2 separate regions of the Gossypium arboreum genome follow, and region 1 is linked to region 2. Evidence: chromatin contacts called from public Hi-C data. All regions are on one chromosome and are shown on one strand. The core of a region is the stretch at or near the end of the contact, and the rest is flanking DNA. Distances in the headings are between cores, read along the strand shown. Region 1 holds the start of LOC108485540. Region 2 holds the start of LOC108486630.

What was found. Hi-C and Micro-C count contacts between places; a contact is called where the count stands out from the background.
Region 1: a contact with region 2 is called in a Hi-C map of leaf, with 2.1 times the contacts expected there. The contact joins the promoter of LOC108485540 here to the promoter of LOC108486630 in region 2. A contact is called at or near these places in 2 of 5 Hi-C or Micro-C datasets (both in leaf).

Annotation. Positions count from the first base shown.
Region 1 is chr6:18,533,396-18,536,348 of ASM2569848v2, reverse strand. LOC108485540 reads right to left here and starts at 1,547. Exons shown (of 5, transcript XM_053029468.1): 1 at 1,403-1,547; 2 at 1,166-1,282; 3 at 1,018-1,098. The coding sequence starts at 1,405.
Region 2 is chr6:18,388,523-18,391,529 of ASM2569848v2, reverse strand. LOC108486630 reads left to right here and starts at 1,363. Exons shown (of 7, transcript XM_053029746.1): 1 at 1,363-1,546; 2 at 1,650-1,895; 3 at 2,542-2,781; 4 at 2,958-3,007. The coding sequence starts at 1,712.

The DNA of each region.
Region 1 (2,953 bases), core at 298-2,797, 140 kb before region 2:
CATGGTTTAGTAGCACTTTGAGAAAATAACGAATGATAAAAGTATAGTTAAATGTAGTTCTATACATGGACAAATATCAGTCTGGAACATTCATAGAGAAATAAGGGAAAGCGTGTGAAAGTGGTTATATGAATGTTAAACAAATATGAAAACGCCAATTAAGCACTTCTAATGTTGGACTCCATCAGAAGAGATGAAGAATTAGCAGTTGGCATGACTGCTAAGAATTTGTGCAGCTTAGACCATAAGAAGTATTTTATATTCCCCATTGACAATACTCATAGATAGAATGAACCAAATACTTCCTCTCATCATTTATGCCTTGTTATATTTCCTCTCTGCTTAATAATTCTTCATCCCCATTGATCATAATTCACTCAGAACCTAGACGTATATCTTTTCTTGGCAGAAAGTGCATAAAAAAGCTAAATTTAAGTTCAAATTTAATGGACCTCTTGGTAGCCAATTTAGTTTTATGGAAAATTGCAGTGACAAATTAGCAATCAGACCAATTCATAAAACTCCACTAGTTCATAGTTTCACTCGGAAGATAAAGATTACTTATTTTATGCCTCTAAACCAGGCAATACACAAGAACAACAGTATCCAAAACAATTACTTTACAACTAAACTCACCTAATTACTTTGGTTTAAAGATTCTCTATTCTTTTTATGAACTTAACCGTTAAGGGATAACAATAAATACCTTCAGCACACTGCTTACAAGCTTCATTGATAATTTTCAGTGAGAGATCACCAGCTGACTCCACGGCTCACTCCGCCAACTTATTGCTTAAATTCTACAACACAATCCGACATTCAAACTAGATTCATTATCTCATTCCCTACACTCCAAGACCAAGTATTCAGACAAGTAATCAGTTTCCTTTTTCTCTACCACTTCCCTCCTCTCTTTTTTCGAGTTCTAAACAAATGTAATATAAACCCAAAGACATTGCCATAACTGTAATTTGAATTTTGAAAAAAAATACAAAAAAGAGAGAAGAACTAAAATACCTTTTGATAATCTTTATTCATGGCTTCCCAAATGAACTTCTTGAAAAGCATCTCCTTTTTGTTGTTAAGATAACCAGTAATCTACAATGCATTTATTAGCTAAAATTTAAAATAATTTTTTTAAGAAAAAAAACCGTGATGTACTTACCTCGGCGTCATTGATATCAGATAAATCATCATCAGCAGATTCAGAACGCAACTTACGTTTAGATAAAACTCCATGTTTGTCTACAATGGAAGACATAGATCCCCTGTTTTTCTCCATCTAAGGGTATTTTAATCAAACAAACAAGTAAAAAATCCCCCCATAGTTTTCAACAAAAGAAATTTACTGAAACAAAAGCTAAATAAATAAAAACAGGAAAGGGATGAAATATTACGGTACCATGCTTAGACGGAGCAATGGCCGCCTCCAAGTTAACCCTTGAGTCACAGAATCGAGTTTAAAACGCCAAAACTCATTCGCTCTTTTTTTCTTCTTCTTTTTCGAAGACGTTGGAATCACGCGTTCCGTTCTCTTTATATACTAGGCGCTTGTGATTATGAAATTACGACAATGGCCTTGACCATACCGCCATCCACCTTTTTATGGATCGTGGGGTGTTTTTGCGGCTGAATCTGGGAAATTTATATTGGTATAAATACCCAGAACTCCCTATACTTTAAGGTTATGAATAATTTAATTTCTCTCTCAACAATGTAATTTATTTTCATATATTATTTGAAGTTAGTAAAAAAATTAAAATTAGGATTAGTTATTTTCTTTGATGCATTCAACGTGTTATGTTTCAAAAGGTTTTACAAAAATCATAAAAAAATTAAAATTAATCAAACTTCCAAAAATTACAAACAAATTCTAAAGTTCTTAAAAGATTCTAAACTATTATAGAAAAATTTAAAAACAAAAATAAAAACTAATGAAAATTCCAATGTTTTGGGGAAAAATTCTTAAAAATTTCAAAATTTTACAAAATTTATCCAAAAACGTATAAAATATAAAAATTATATAATATTCAAATAGTTTCTAGCAAAATTAAAAATTATTTAAAATATTAAATATCTATTTTTCAAAATTTTTATTTATTTTTTCAATTTTCATAACTTTGAAATTTCTATTAATTTTAGATTCTCTTTATAAAATATTAGAATTTTAAGATTCTTTTGTAATTTTTTACTTTTTGAAAAAGAATTTAATTGTTTTGAATTTTTAAAATATTGTACAACTTCTTTATTATTTTTGAAATTTTTGGATAAAAATATGTCATGTATTAACGAAAATAGTTAAGTTAAAATATGTTTTTTGAAAATATGGAATTTAGTCTTTGTACTTTTATTTTCAGAATTTAGTTCCTTTATTTTTAGATTTCAAAATTCAGATTTAACTGTTTACACTATTAAATTTGTTTTGTTGAATTTAGATTAATTATAATGTAATTTTTATTTTAAAATGTCATACCAATAAATTAAACAAAAAAATAACAGTGATAATAGTTGGAAATTGATTTTGAAATTTGAAAAGTAAAGAAACTAAATTCCTAAAAATAAAAGTACAAAGATTAAATTCTAATTTCTTTAAAAATATGAAAACTTATGGCATATTTTAACCAAATAATTTATGCAATCTCAATTTTGTTTGTCTAGTCACTTTTGAATGGTATAAAGGACTAAATTGCTTTCTTCATTTTAAGAGTGACTAAATTATCCCTAATTTTATAATATTGGGACCTCTTGCATATTTATATTCAAGATAATTCTTTTTATTACATTTTATTTCTAGAAATACATTATTTCAAAGAGTTTCATATGACTGAGTTCAATTGAGTCTTTTAGATTTTTCATACAATTCTATGGTAATTTAATTCAATTATGTTCTTAATTTTTTTGTTATTAATTTTAGGTTTTGGATTTTTAACTTTATTTTGATAAAATGTTGTTT
Region 2 (3,007 bases), core at 114-2,613:
TGTCCTCTATTCCATTGCTAAAACCAGTTTCAAGTTGATTTAGTTGTTGCTAATTCTTTTAATGCTTTTGTTTTGCGTTTTACCATCATCTTAGTGGCAGTGCGAATGATGGTAGTGGCAGTGGGGAAGGGAAAGAGAAAGGTAAATTTTGAAGATCAAATTGAGATCATTTGTAAATTGGGTTAATTTTTTTAAATTATGACTAAATTGATATAATATGTAAAAGTTGAGGCCTAAATTTGTTATTATACTGCTTTTTTAATTGTCACATCACTCTCCCGTAAAAGATTTAACACATTTAACATAAAATGGACAAAAAAAAACAACAATCTCAATTAGTTGGGTGACCAAATTAAAAAAAAATGGTAGTTGGTGACCAAAAAATAAAAAGGGCAATAGTTGGGGACTAAATTAAAAAAATTGATAGTTGTATGACCAACAAAGAAAATAGGCAATAGTTGAGTGACCTATTGTATAGTTTACCCTGCCATTTTATAGGAAAGTAACTTGAAGGAATGAAATTCAAAAGAAAGTAAATAAATATTGACAAACTAAAAGTTAAAATCACTTTCCAACTAATTAAATTTCTAAACATTACCTAATTTTAACCACAACACCAAATATAAAATTTTTTAGTGTAAATTAACTAGTAGTCGCCCAACTATTAGTAAATTTTTTTGGCCACCAAAGCACAAAAAGTTAATTTTTACCCAACTATTAATAAATTTCTTTTTTTTGGTCACCTAACTATGAAAAGTTACATAAAATGGTCAGCTAACTAGTCAATCTTGTCTTCTTCTTTTTTTTTTGTCAACGGCTAACTAATGGTGGCACCTTTTAAAATTAACATAATAGCAACTTTAACCTTTAACATTCATATTGTGTAATTTAGTCTAATTTTTTGCAGTTTTTATTTTCTTTTTGACATTAAAGGTTAATTTTAAAAGGACGAGAAAAGATAGAAATTATTGTCTTAGATTTTTGGGTGTTTTCATTTTAATATATTTTCAATAAAATTTAGTTGATAATTTTTTTTTATCTTTTTAGGTGAAATGGTCACAAAGAAAAGTTGAATTGAAAAAATGTTGAAGGTTAGATTTTCTAGAGTTAAGACTAAATTGATATAATATATAAATATTGAGGGTTAAAGTTACTATTATATCAATTTTACAAACTGCTTAGTCATGTGGTGACCAAAAAAGACAAAATTGAATGGTTGGATTGATATTTTGTAACTTTTCATATTATTAATAGTTGAGTGGTTATTTTATAACTTTTTATAATTGGGTATTAAAAATGAATTTACTAATAGTTGAGTGACTACTAGTGCAGATTACCCAAATTATTAACAAAAGACAATCTAAGTCGTCATCAAGGTAAACAAACGGTTGTGATAAGGAAATTAGGAGAAGTGCAATATCTAACAGCCGTATATGATTTTAGGAATTTAAGAGTCTGACTGAGAAAGCAATTCCGATTCCTCTTTTGGGTTTGTTGTGTTTCGAATCATCGCCTTCGCCTAACTTTTTCTCCTTCAATTTCTCAGGTAACACATATTTGCTCAATTATTATTTTTCCTTTTTGAGGGCTCTTCCGATTCAATTCTCAACAGTTAGGGTCTTGTACAGAATCTATTCATTTAATTTTAGTTTTGATCAAAGTAATAAAGGTTTTAGGGTTCGGCGGGTTAATCTATCTTGTTGTGGTGAAGATGTGGGCTGCTTCATGCCTTGCATCGTGCTGTGCGGCGTGCGCCTGCGATGCGTGCCGCACGGTGGTTTCGGGGATAAGCCGGAGGTCTGCAAGGATAGCCTATTGTGGACTATTTGCCCTTTCTCTGTTTGTTTCGTGGATCCTACGTGAGGTTGCCGCCCCTCTCATGGAGCAGCTGCCTTGTAAGTTTCGTTCGGTTTTGCCTCTTTTATTTTATTTTATTTTGGTTATTGCTGAGTGTGTTCTAGATCTTTATATTATTAATTATTCGGAGCATAATTTGTTTGTTTTAAGATTCCATTACACATATCTTGGTAACTGTTGCACTGAGTGAATGTTGCTGCAATATGGTAAATAGTATCCAATCAATAACCTCTTCAATGGGCGGATAAGTCAAATTCTTTAGGCTTTGTTGCATTAGCATTGTCTTACACGGAGCTAAATGCATTTTAAACATGCTCTCTTAATTAACTATTCACCACATGAATCTGAAGAAAGCTCTGATTTCCATATGAATCTGGGTATATTTCTATTCACCATGTTCAGTATATTGAATCAAAACTGTTTCCTGGATGAACTGTATATATATATTTATTTTGAGTGTTGGATAACTGGTACTTGCACCTCATTTCTCCTGGACCGTGCTGCCCCATGTTATTTTGCCATTAGTTATTTGTATGTGGCACACATTTCATGTTTATAATGTTTTACATATTTCTTGATGGGGAAAAGTAAACTTGGTCTTGAGAGGTATAACTGAACTTGTTGTCTATGTCCTGATATACTTGATTTGCTGATTTAGTGAATATAATATTGTTATTTATACAGGGATCAATCAATTTCACAAAACACCCAACAGGGAATGGTTTGAAACAGATGCGGTGCTGAGGGTCAGCTTGGGAAATTTTCTCTTTTTCACTATCCTATCATTTTTAATGATTGGTGTTAAAAATCAGAGAGATCCTCGTGATGGTTTGCACCATGGTGGATGGATGATGAAAATTATCTGCTGGTTCATTTTAGTTATTTTGATGTTTTTTGTTCCTAATGAGATTATCAGCTTTTATGGTAAGCAACACTGCTTGTGTATCGTTCTACTAAATTAAGAATGCCATATTTTGAAAGTCGTTACATGCTTTAGGAGATTTCTTATGGAGCATTTTCCAATGATTAGAGGAAATAATAAATTGTCTAAAATCACTTCTAGTTTGACTTCGTCTGAAACTTAAATCTTGCATTTGCAGAGACGATATCAAAGTTCGGCTCAGGACTGTTTCTTTTGATTCAAGTTGTG